2 separate regions of the Mus musculus genome follow, and region 2 is linked to region 1. Evidence: chromatin contacts called from public promoter capture Hi-C data. All regions are on one chromosome and are shown on one strand. Each heading gives the region's core, a stretch centred on a gene start, on an enhancer-like site or on the middle of the called end of the contact. The rest is flanking DNA. Distances are from core to core; before and after follow the strand shown. Region 1 has its middle 26 kb from the start of Gldc. Region 2 holds the start of A1cf (APOBEC1 complementation factor).

Region 1 (6,048 bases), core at 2,678-5,177:
CTGAGTATTGATTGACCTGTGAAGATTTTGTTCTCTCTCTCTCTCTCTCTCTCTCTCTCTCTCTCTCTCTCTCTCCCTTCCTTCCTTTCTTCCTTTCTTTCATCCTTCCTTCCTTTCTTTCTCTCTTTCTTTCTTTCTTTCTTTCTTTCTTTCTTTCTTTCTCTCTCTCTCTCTTTCTTTCTTTCTTCCTTCCTTCCTTTCTTCCTTCCTTCCTTTCTCTCTCTCTCTTTCTTTCTTCCTCTTTCTCTCTTTCTCTCTCTTTCTCTTTCTTTCTTTCTTTCTTTCTTTCTTTCTTTCTTCCTTCCTTCCTTCCTTCCTTCCTTCCTTCCTTCCTTCCTCTCTTTCTTCCTTTCTCTCTTTCTTCCTTTCTTTTTTTCTTTCTCTCTTTTAACTGTGTCTGGAGGTACAAAGGACATGCTCACATATTTAACTTCTAAGATTTACATTATACTTTGTATTATTTATTTTTTCATTAATTAATTAATTAATTAATTAATTTGCTTTATACCCTGATTGTAACCCCTCCCTCCCCTTCTCCCAGTCTCACCCTCACAAACCCCACCCTCACTCCCCCATCACCTTTTTCTCAAAGAAGGGGATGTTCCCCACTGGTGTCAACTTTCCCTGGCACATAAAGTAGCAGTAGGATTACTACTCCCATTGTAATAGTGCATCTTCTCCCATTGAGGCCAGACAAGGCAGTCTAGCTAGGAAAAGGGGATCCAAAGGCAGTCAAGAGAATCAGAGGTAGCCAGCCCCTGCTCCAATTGTTAGGGGATCCACACGAAGACCAAACTGCACATATGTAACAAATTTGTAGTGGGCCTAGGTCCAGCCTATGCATGTTTTTTTTGGTTGGCGGTTTAGTCTCTGTGAGTCTCTATGGGCCCAGGTTAGTTGTTTCTGTAGGTCTTCTGTGGTGTCCTTGACCCCTCTGTCTCCTTCAGTCCTTCCCCTGACTCTCTCACAAGACTCCCAAGTTCTACCTGATGTTTGGCAGTGGTCTCTGCATCTGTTTCCATCTACTGCTAGATGAAGCCTCTCAGAAGACAGTTATGCTAGGCTCCTGTCAGCAAGCATAGCAGAGTGTCATTAATAGTGTCAGGCGTTGGCTCTCTCACACGAGATGGATCTCAAGTTGAGCCAGTCATTGGTTAGCCATTCCCTCAATCTTTGCTCCATCTTTATCCCCTGTACATCTTGTAGGCAGGACAAATTTTGGGTGGAAGCCTTTATGGGTGGGTTGGTGTCCCCCTCCCTCCACTGGAAGTTCCACCTGGCTACAGGAGGAGGACACTTCAGTCTCCATATCTCCAGCTGTTAGGAGTCTCATCGAGAGTTACCCCCATAGACTCCCAGGAGCCTCTCCACCTCAGATTTCTGGCTAGTCCCAGAGATGCCCTCCCCACTGAGTCCATTCTCTCTCTCAGCCTTTCCCCACCTCTTCTCCCCACACCTGATCCCCATCCCTGTTCTTCTCCTTACCCAATCTCCTACTCAGTTCCCTCCCTCCATCCACCTCCAATGCCTATTTTATTTCCCCTTCTGAGTGAGATTCAAACATCACCCCTTAGGCCCTCCTTGTTACTTAGCTTCTTTGAATCTATGTATTATAGCATATTTAGCCTGTAATTTATGGCTAATGTCTACTTATAAGTGAGTACATAGCATGCATGCCTTTCTGGGTTTAGGTTATCTCACTCAGGATGACATTTTCTAGATCCATCAATTTGCCTGCAAATGTCACGATGTCTTTGTTTTTAATATCTGAGTAATATTACATTGTATAAATCTACCACATTTTTAAAATCCACATACCTACAGATACTTTATTTTTGACAAAGAAGCCAAAACAATACAAAGGAAAAAAAGAAAGCATCTTCAACAAATGGTGCTGGTCTAACTGGATGTTTGCATGTAGAAGAATGCAAATCGATCCATATTTATCACCTTGCACAAAACTCAAGTCCAAATGGATCAAAAAACCTCAACATAAAACTGGATACACTAAACCTAATAGAAGAAAAAGTGGGGAATAGCCTTGAACACATTGGCACAGGAGACAACTTCCTGAACAGAATACCAATGGCTCAGGCACTAAGATAAACAATTAATAAATGGGACCTCACTAAACTGAATATCTTCTGTAAGGCAAAGAACACCATCAATAGGACAAAATGGCAGCCTAGAGAATGTGAAAAGATGTAGAGGGAGGTGTCAATTCCCTAATTGGATCTTGATTGTGTCAATAAAGGAGGCAGAAGCTAATTGCTGGGTGAAGGGTAAAAGGTGGGACTCCCAGATCACAAGAAGAGGAGAAAGGATGCAGAAAAAAGTTTTCAGACCAGGCTTTGGAGCAAGAAGGAAGCAACAGACATGTAGGTATTTGAGCTTCTAGAGTTTGTAGCTTCCTCCTAGAGGGGGAGGGGGCAAGGAGGATGGAGGGAGCTAGCTGATAAGATTAGGGCAGGAAATTCTTTACCCAGCCATTGAGTTGTCTGGCTAGTTTTAAAATAATAAAACTGCCTAGTGTTTTTCATCCATGACACTAAGGTGAGCAGGAGGAGAAAGTGGGCAGCTGGGGTGGTTGTTGGTATCTGGTGGAGCTAGCCATGAGGGACTAGGGGAGCAATTGCAGTTCCTGGGAAAGAAAGGCCAACTGGTCATTGGCAGAGGGATTGGGGGTGGGGAACTAGGGCTGGTGGGAGCATGATCTCGGAGCTAAGCCAAGAGTATGGCTCCAGCCAAAGCAGCAAGAATGTTTTTAAAATTACAAGCAACAAAAAGATCTTCACCAACCATATACAGCTGATGGAGGACTAATATCCAAAATATGTAAAGAACTCAAGAAATTAGACAGCAACAAACCAATAACCCACTTTAAAAAATGGATACAGAGCTAAACAGAATTCTCAACAGAGGAATCTCTAATGGCTGAGAAGCACTTAAAGAAATCTCCAACATCTGTAGTCATCAGGGAAATGCAAATCAAAATGACTCTTAAATTCTATCTTATACCTGTCAGAATGACTAAGGTCACAGGCTGTCCAGGATATGGAGCAAGAGGAACACTCCTCCACCGCTGATGGGAGTGCAAACTTGTACAACCCTCTGGAAGTCAATTTGGTGGTCTCTCAGAATATTGAGAATATTTCTACCCTAAGATCCAGCTATACCACTCCTGGGCATATACTCAAAAGATTCTCCACCATAGCACAGGGACACTTGATCAATTATGTTCATAGCAGCATTATTCACACTAGCCAGAAGCTAGGAACAACCCAGATGCCCATCAACTGAAGAATGGATAAAGAAAATATGGTACATGTGAAGGATTTCTTTTCTAGGCCAAAAACAGAAGCGACCCAGGAAGCAGGTTAGCGGCAGGGAAATTGGCTAGCACGTGGAGCTCTATCTCCCCAGTTCTGACTATCCCCTGCCTCCCCAAAGCTTTCCTAACTCTCCCAAACCTCTCTCTTGATGAAGTAGCAGGAAGTGGACTCAGTTTCTAGGAACAGTTTCCAAGCTAGGTAAGATAGCACACACATGCAATCCCAGTATGAAAGAGGCTTAGACAGGAGGACTGCCTTGGGTTTGAAGCCAGCTAGGAATACGTAGCAAAAGCCGGACTCAAACAACATCCACAACAAAACACCATAAGTGGTGGCATACACTTATAATACCAGCAGTTGGGAGGTAGAAGCTAGAGGCCAGCCTATGACTTTGTCTTAAAACAGAAACAAAAATAAAAACAAAAACAAGGAGAAAAGAATTCTTTTCCTCCACTCTCCCCTTTGCAGAAACTCTTGAGTGCTGGCTTATGATGTTCTTTCTTTAAAATGAAAACTCGCACTTCAGTGCAGACAGGCTCCCTTCACTATCTGTACAGCCCTGCTCCAGCAATGTCTCACTGGCCGTGGCGTCATGAATCCTTTCCTATTAATCATTCACACCTCTCCGTCTCTTCCAAGTCCATCAGCCCTGTGGGAGAGTACACTGAGGGTCAGCAAAGCTCAGGAAGGGCAAAACATCGGTCACAGGCGGAACACAACCCTTCCAGACAGAGCAGAGACTCTGTGCCATAAAAGACTTCCACCTCTTAGGGTTGTGCCCAGGTAGTGACTGAACTGTATGTGAAAGGTTGCAGCGACTGTTGAGTGGCCTGCACAGTGTCGCCGTCCATCAGAACACTTGCTGCATCTTCAAAGGCAGCTCGACAGGCTGGGGAACTGTCACGGCCCTTCTGCTCAGTTTCATCAGACCCGACTCTAAACTCCACACATTAAGCAGTTTGTATGTGCAAGAAAATGCACTTAACCAAACCAGCAAAACCCTTAACTATATTCTAACTATTTACTCTTGCACTTACAGGCGAGTGTAGTGCTCAGCCCTCATTGAGAAAACTCCTGCCAGGCGTGGTGGCACAGGCCTTTAATCCCAGCACTTGGGAGGCAGAGGCAGGTGGATTTCTGAGTTCGAGGCCAGCCTGGTCTACAGAGTGAGTTCCAGGACAGCCAGGTCTACACAGAGAAACCCTGTCTCGAAAAAAACAAAAACAAAAACAAAAACAAAAACAAAACAAAACAAACAACAACAACAAAGAAAACAACAACAAAAAAGCCGAGCGTGGTGGCACACGCCTTTAATCACAGCGCTCGGAAGGCAGAGGCAGGCAGATTTCTGAGTTCGAGGCCAGAAAGGTCTACAGAGTGAGTTCCAGGATAGCTAGGGCTGCACAGAGAAACCCTGTCTCGAAAAACCAAAACCAAAATGAAAAGAAAAAAAAAAGAAAAAGAAAAGAAACTCCTCTCTGCAACAGATGGAGAACATTATAGAGAGCTCTAATCAACCTAAATGCCATTGTGGGGCCCGGTCCATAGTGAGGCATCTACAACATAGTTCCTGCCCCTAGGGATCAGGAATCATTGTGGAAGAGGAGGTGGAAAGAGTATAAGAGCCAGAGAAACAGGGAGTTTGCTAGGAGATTGTGTCTTCTAGAAATGCCAGAGATGAGATTTCGCCACCAGGGCTACCTAAACATGACCTGAACAAAGAGGGCGCCAACAGACCTGGTAATGTGGGAGGGGGAAAGCCCATGATACCTCAACCTTAGACAAAGAACTACAGGCAGCTGAGCAATGCTTAGAATGGGAGAAATAGTCTTCCCCAAGGAAGAACACACCAGCTGGTTATCCAATACTAACGGTCAGCCCACACCATAGATACAAGTAGCATTATATGGACTGAGCAGGTTGTATTTATATATTTAGAAATGTATCTTGTATGTTTATGTACGTATGTATATATGGGACAACAAAGAAAGAAAAAGGGGCCATAGATTTGAAAAATACCAGTGTCAGGGGTTATGTAGGAGGGGATGGAGGGAGGAAAGAGAATCTCAAAATACACAAATATTTAAAAATGACTGCTAGCCTGGCATGGTGGTCTCTAACTGTAACCCAGCATTTGGGAGGGTATGGCACTAAGACAGGAGAATCATGAGTTAACAAGAGCCACAGTCAGCTCTGGCTACATAGCAACACACTGTCTAAAAATGGGACAGGCTCTATTTATATGTATTTCCACCAGACTTGATACTTGCTTTCTAGCCCCACACTCTCAGGACTTCGTGTGTTTTGTTAAACTGTGCCTAGATGCTTTTTCATCTGGCCTATCACAACTCTACTATCCTCTAATGCACACATAATATTGGCTTTCTGGAAAATACATCTGGTTAATCTTGGGGGAGAAAAGAGGAGGTCTCACTACATTTCCCAGGTTGGTGTGGAACTCAGGATCTTCCTGCTTTCCTGCCCTTCACTTTCAAAACAGCTGGAATTAGCCAGGCAGTGGTGGCACACGCCTTTAATCCCAGCTCTCGGGAGGCAGAGGCAGGCGGATTTCTGAGTTCGAGGCCAGCCTGGTCTACAAAGTGAGTTCCAGGACAGCCAGGGATGTACAGAGAAACCCTGTCTCAAACAAACAAACAAACAAACAAACAAACAAAAAAACAAAACAAAAACAGCTGGAATTAAGTTGAGGAACTTA
Region 2 (5,472 bases), core at 1,499-3,998, 1.7 Mb after region 1:
TGGTAGAAAGAGAGAATCGACTTCTGAAAATTAGCCTCTGTTCTATACACTCATGCTGTGGCATGCATATGCCCACACACATACATAAATAAAATAAAAATATATTTTAAAATGTCTCTCTCCATGGCCATATACCAAGAAAATTCATGCATGGACATAATCAGAAAAAAAGAGATCCTGTCAGCACCTGATTTTGGAAGTCCAGCCTCCATTGAAGCCGCCCAGTGCGCAGTTAGAACAACCTGAAGTGGGGTGCACAGTTAGAACAACCTGAAGTGGAGTGCACAGTTAGAACAACCTGAAGTGGGGTGCACAGTTAGAACAACCTGATGCGGGGTGCGCAGTTAGAACAACCTGAAGTGGGGTGCGCAGTTAGAACAACCTGAAGTGGGTTCGCAGTTAGAACAACCTGAAGTGGGGTGCGCAGTTAGAACAACCTGAAGTGGGGTGCGCAGTTAGAACAACCTGAAGTGGGGTGCGCAGTTAGAACAACCTGAAGTGGGGTGCGCAGTTAGAACAACCTGAAGTGGGGTGCTGGTTAAACCTGCTCATCCATTACTCACACTGGCTCCACTTGGATAACTCTAACTCCTGGCTGCTGTAAAAGTGACATGCATTCCAGGAAAGATCATACTTTGAATTTTAAATTTGGATCTTTTTCTAGTGCTGTGTCTTGGGCAGAGATGCTGGGTAGAGGCAGTCAGTGGACAGTCAGGAAGTAAACCGTTCCCTACCCTGCTCAGCTGTGCCACTCCGTGAGTTAGCCAAAGGAAGCACTTTAAACTTGGGATAGTTTGAACCGAAAGGGAGGTTGTTAAGAAATATTCCTATCAGGCTGGAGAGAGGGCTCAGCAGTTAAGAGCACTGGCTGCTCTTCCAGAGGTCCTGAGTTCAATTCTCAGCAACCTCATGGTGGCTCACAACCATCTGTAATAGGATCTGATGCCCTCGTCTGGTGTGTCTGAAGACATCTACAGTGTACTCATATAAATAAAATAAATATGAAAGAAAGAAAGAAAGAAAGAAAGAAAGAAAGAAGGAAGGAAGGAAGGAAGGAAGGAAGGAAGGAAGGAAGGAAGGAAGGAAGGAAGAATTCTATCTACCTATCTACCTTTCTCTCTTTCTTTCTTTCTTCCTGTCTGTCTGTCTTTCTATCATCTATCTCCTCTCTCTCTCTCTCTCTCTCTCTCTCTCTCTCTCTCTCTCTCTCTCTCTCTCTCCCTGTGTGTGTGTGCGTGTGTGCGTGTGTGTGTGTTATGTTTTTCTGTCTCCACCAACTACCTAAAGGGTCCTGCTTTCATATATATATATATCACTTACCACAGTCCAGCCACCTACCACACAATCAGGACCCTCTGCTGCCAGGACCTTCAGCCTCTCAATATCAACAATTCTTTGTAGGATCAGACTCAAATAATTCCTCACTCACTGGGAAGCCAGACAAGCCTTGGTTGAGCTTCTCTTAGGAAAACTAACAAGGTTTCTGGTGAACAGTTCCATTCCCTAGAAGAAATAAGTAGAGACATTTAGTTTTGAATGTCCGTATGTGAGAAACAGTGACTGGTAGCCCTAGCTGACTCTCCATAAGCACAATTCCAGGGCAAATCAATAATTCTAGAGGTGCTTTTGTTAGGACAGGTGTGTACTCACTGGAAAGAAATGTAAATCAATGAAGAGTAAAGCTGTAGGCAGAATGACAACTGCAATAAATAGATCTTTAATCTCCTCTCTAATCAAAAAAAAAAAAAAACTCATCAATGGTGGCATCCCTTGATCATTCACATTTTGCTACAGATAAAAGTGACCAAAGTTGGCTTCTGGGAAATTAAGCTCTTCTTACTTGACCTGAAGCCAATGAAATGTATTCCTTAATTCCAGTTTTACAGCCTGTGTTTTGCAAGCCTTGAATGTAAAAAATAAAATAGGAAAAGGAAAAGAAAAAGAAAAATCACTCAAAAGTAAGGGGGTTTGTTCTTTTTATCTTATAAACAGATTTTTAAAATCCTTTTAGGTTTATTATTTAGACTGGTGCTCATGCTGCATAATTTAATGATAGAGTTTACATTTTTATAAAATACAAGTCATCTATTCTTTAAGAAGCACAGCAACTGCTGAGATTTCAAGCAATGAACAACAGCACTGGCTCTTACATAAGAGCAAGCTCCCTCTTCAAATCTGAACAAGCAAATCCTACGAAGTGAAATGTTTTCCCAACCTGATCTGGCCTGAATTCAGCTACTTGGTTATATAAATGCTTTTTGTATTTTCTGTTGGAAAACCAGCGTTTATCTACATACTTGACCTAAAACTCTACAGTTTACTCCATGCACAATCGCAATAGAAGACTGTGTGGCACAACAACAGGGTCTCCCAGATTACCTTCCCTAGTATATCACTTCGACATAGCAAATAAACAGGGTGACAATGTAAAGCGAAGCTTAGTTATCTAAAATGGAATGAATTTAACTTTAACATTTATGTTCATAATCTAGATTCAAAATCTTATTGACCCCGGTGGTTGTAATACGAAATACATTTCCATTTTGTAAACAAGGCAGGAAGACAGTTTTGGAGCTTCTGTTCAGGCCATAGTGACCCAATTACCTGGTCAAAGGGCTGCGTGGATGCAAGAGACAGGGTGAGTTAAACTTTAACTCCCGGGAATTGTAAACCAAACCTACAGCCACTGAACCTTTGGAGTTTGATACGATGATTAGAATATAACCAAAGTGGCATGCTGAATTCGCCATAATCAAGGAACCTTTTCCGGGTGGGGAACCTCAGAAATTGCTCAGGTATGGCCCATGCTTTTTGTTTGTATTTTCTGTTTCAATTCTGGGTTGTAGTGTCTGGTAGATTGCATGAAAACAACTTGTGCTCTTAACTATCTCTGAGCCTAATGCAGAGAATTGTCGTCGTTTGGGAATGAAACCAACCGGAAAGCTAAACAGTGTCTTAGACTGAGCGGGGATAAATTTCATGGTATACTTCTTGAGTGGGTATGCTTCCACAACTTGTGGGAAGTGGAGTCATCCGTGGGTTCACAAGTGGAGCCCATGTGCTGCAAACCTAACCTCCAGCTAGCTGTTGGGGAGAGCTGTGTTTCACTGTCTGTCCTGATCTCTAGGACCCGACAACAGAAATGTGATTAAGACATAGTTTCACATCTCCCACAGCCTTCTGAGTTCTGTGTATCCTCTAATACTTTAGACACCACCTATTCAATTAACTTCTGTGTGCTACTACATTATAAAAAAAAATCAGGATAAATTCTTGCTATTTCTTCTGCTATTAGCCTGCTAACCAAAAATAATATCCTAAGCTACTTTCTTTTGAGTCTAGCAAGGAAAGAAAACATTATGGAAAAGTGTGTGTTTTGAGTGTGTTAAATATCAACCCTGAAGTGTCTATTTATTAGATTGCTTTCACAGACTAAGCAACCAGCACAGCACATGTATTTTTGCAATATCATTTTTCTCGCACCTAAAAGATAACTAAGAGCCAAAATACAATGGCTCTAAAGTGGGAAATAGATCAGGGCATTTTCTGTCCTATAAGAAACCTCAACTCTCTGCCTGAAGAGCCAGTGTTGGTTCACTATAAATAAAGCAAGCCATCAAGCAGCCCCATGAAACACATTTCTGTACTAGTGCAAGGTACGGATGGAAGTCTCCATGAAAACTGAGAAATCATTTGTGCATCCTAGGAGATTAACGTTTTGTAAGCCAAATATTAGTAAATTCCCACTCGAGTTGTAATTTAGGAGAATCAAATTGAGTTGGTCTAGCTTGAAACACTAAAGTAAAAGGCAGCAGCATGTACTGTCAGGGAATGGAATCTGGAGATAAAAGGGAAGTCACTTACCTGTCCAAACAATCAGGAGTTCCCTGGCTGACACAGAGAAGTAGACACACCTGGTTTATTTTTAAGACCATGTTTTCTGGAATAATAGTGGTACTTCTCAGCTTAAGAAAGTGCATACAGCTTGATGCTCCAATTTACTATGGATTAAATATAGGGGAAAGATAAAATACAGTTGGCTACAAACAGATTGTTTTAAGTGACACTCACAGAACACCATAATGGATCCAAAATCTTGGGTAGCCATTTTAACTAGACAAGTTAACCTGTGATGTTTCAATATCAACATTACCTCTACTGCACTTGAGGAGCATAGGGAGTCACAAACATGCGTCTCCAACAGTCAATCAAATGAGCTGAGTAAGACAACAGAGAGCAGGCCATCTTACCATCTGGGTGCTCTTCAGTGTAACAGTAATCATTGTTAAGTGTTAGATTACCAAGCACATTTCTAAGCACATGTTCTAAGTTTAAATTCATGTTATTCTTAGAATACCCGTATGAGGCTAATACTATCATTATACTATACTACTATATATCATACTGTTATTAGATTGAGGCTCAGACAAATTATTTAACAGACTTGATGTTAAAGGCAAGTGACATAGCCAGGTTACGCAGTCAGGCGGTCTACTTGCAGAGCACATGGGTGCTCTGTACCCTGTCACTAGGATTCACTCTGTGTACATGGGTGTTTATCATTGGGACTAGCCAAAAGAACAAGTAATGCAGTTTCCTAACCTTCCTTTAGAGAGAACTTCTTCCTCCAGGAGCATTTGTCTATCAGCATCTCTCCAAAATTTTACTCGTTAGGCTACAGGCTAAGAGTAAAATATTTTTGCAGCCCATGCCTATTTGCAATGCGCAGATCAATGGAAATCTCCACATTTGGATTGATCTCAGCCAAACCTTCCAAGAAATCACATTCTTTCACAATCCTCCACAAAGCCATGCTTAGATTAAAGGCTTTAAAATTAATCCCAGAAAGAGTGCCATACTCTTTTACAGACATAATCAGGCTGGAACAGTTACCCCAGACCTCCCTGGCCTGTGAAGCTGTGCACATTACTTGAGTTCCTGAGATCTCAGATTCCTCGGATGTGAAATGGATGTGTGATGTGCCTACAGGACATTATAAATATTATTAAGTAGAGCACTGGTGCTTAGGAACCAGTTGACCTCTTCTACCATGGTCCCATTAATAACATTTTTTTTTCAGAAAAACTTAAACTTACCACCCACTAGCTTTCTCAAAACAATTCCATTAAAATAGAAAACTATATAAATAAAGAAACTCATTATTTACAAAAGCCACCGCACTTCTTTGGAACCTGTACACATACACACACACACACACACACACACACACACAAAACTACAAACAGGATAAATTTCATTTTAGAGACTTTCTCAAAGCTGCTACTAAAAATTCAACATGTCTGTATTGACATCTATAGTTTCACACTCTGACATTCTGACACTGTACATGTTAACTTTATTACACAGACAGATGGTTTAAAAACTATTTCAGTAGCTATCAAAAAACTCTGGTATCCCTTTAGAATGCTGGGTAATACTTTGGGTACTATTGCCCAATGGCTTTCATTACCA

Evidence for each region. Promoter capture Hi-C pulls out the DNA fragments that hold promoters and counts their contacts.
Region 2: a contact with region 1 is called in a promoter capture Hi-C map of liver, with 2.8 times the contacts expected there. The contact joins the promoter of A1cf here to the enhancer-like site in region 1. A contact is called at or near these places in 4 of 39 promoter capture datasets (the 3T3-L1 cell line, the HPC-7 cell line, liver and 1 more).

What each region holds. Positions count from the first base shown.
Region 1 is chr19:30,198,419-30,204,466 of GRCm38.p6, forward strand. No RefSeq gene overlaps it. Among named protein-coding and RNA genes, the nearest start is that of Gldc, 26 kb to the left of the region's middle. Within about 2 kb of position 3,928, at least 11 of the 459 cell types and tissues checked have an H3K27ac peak or open chromatin away from gene starts, as enhancers often do. A contact at or near this core is called in liver, where this site is marked.
Region 2 is chr19:31,866,065-31,871,536 of GRCm38.p6, forward strand. It overlaps A1cf (APOBEC1 complementation factor), which reads left to right and starts at 2,749. Exons shown (of 12, transcript NM_001081074.2): 1 at 2,749-2,795.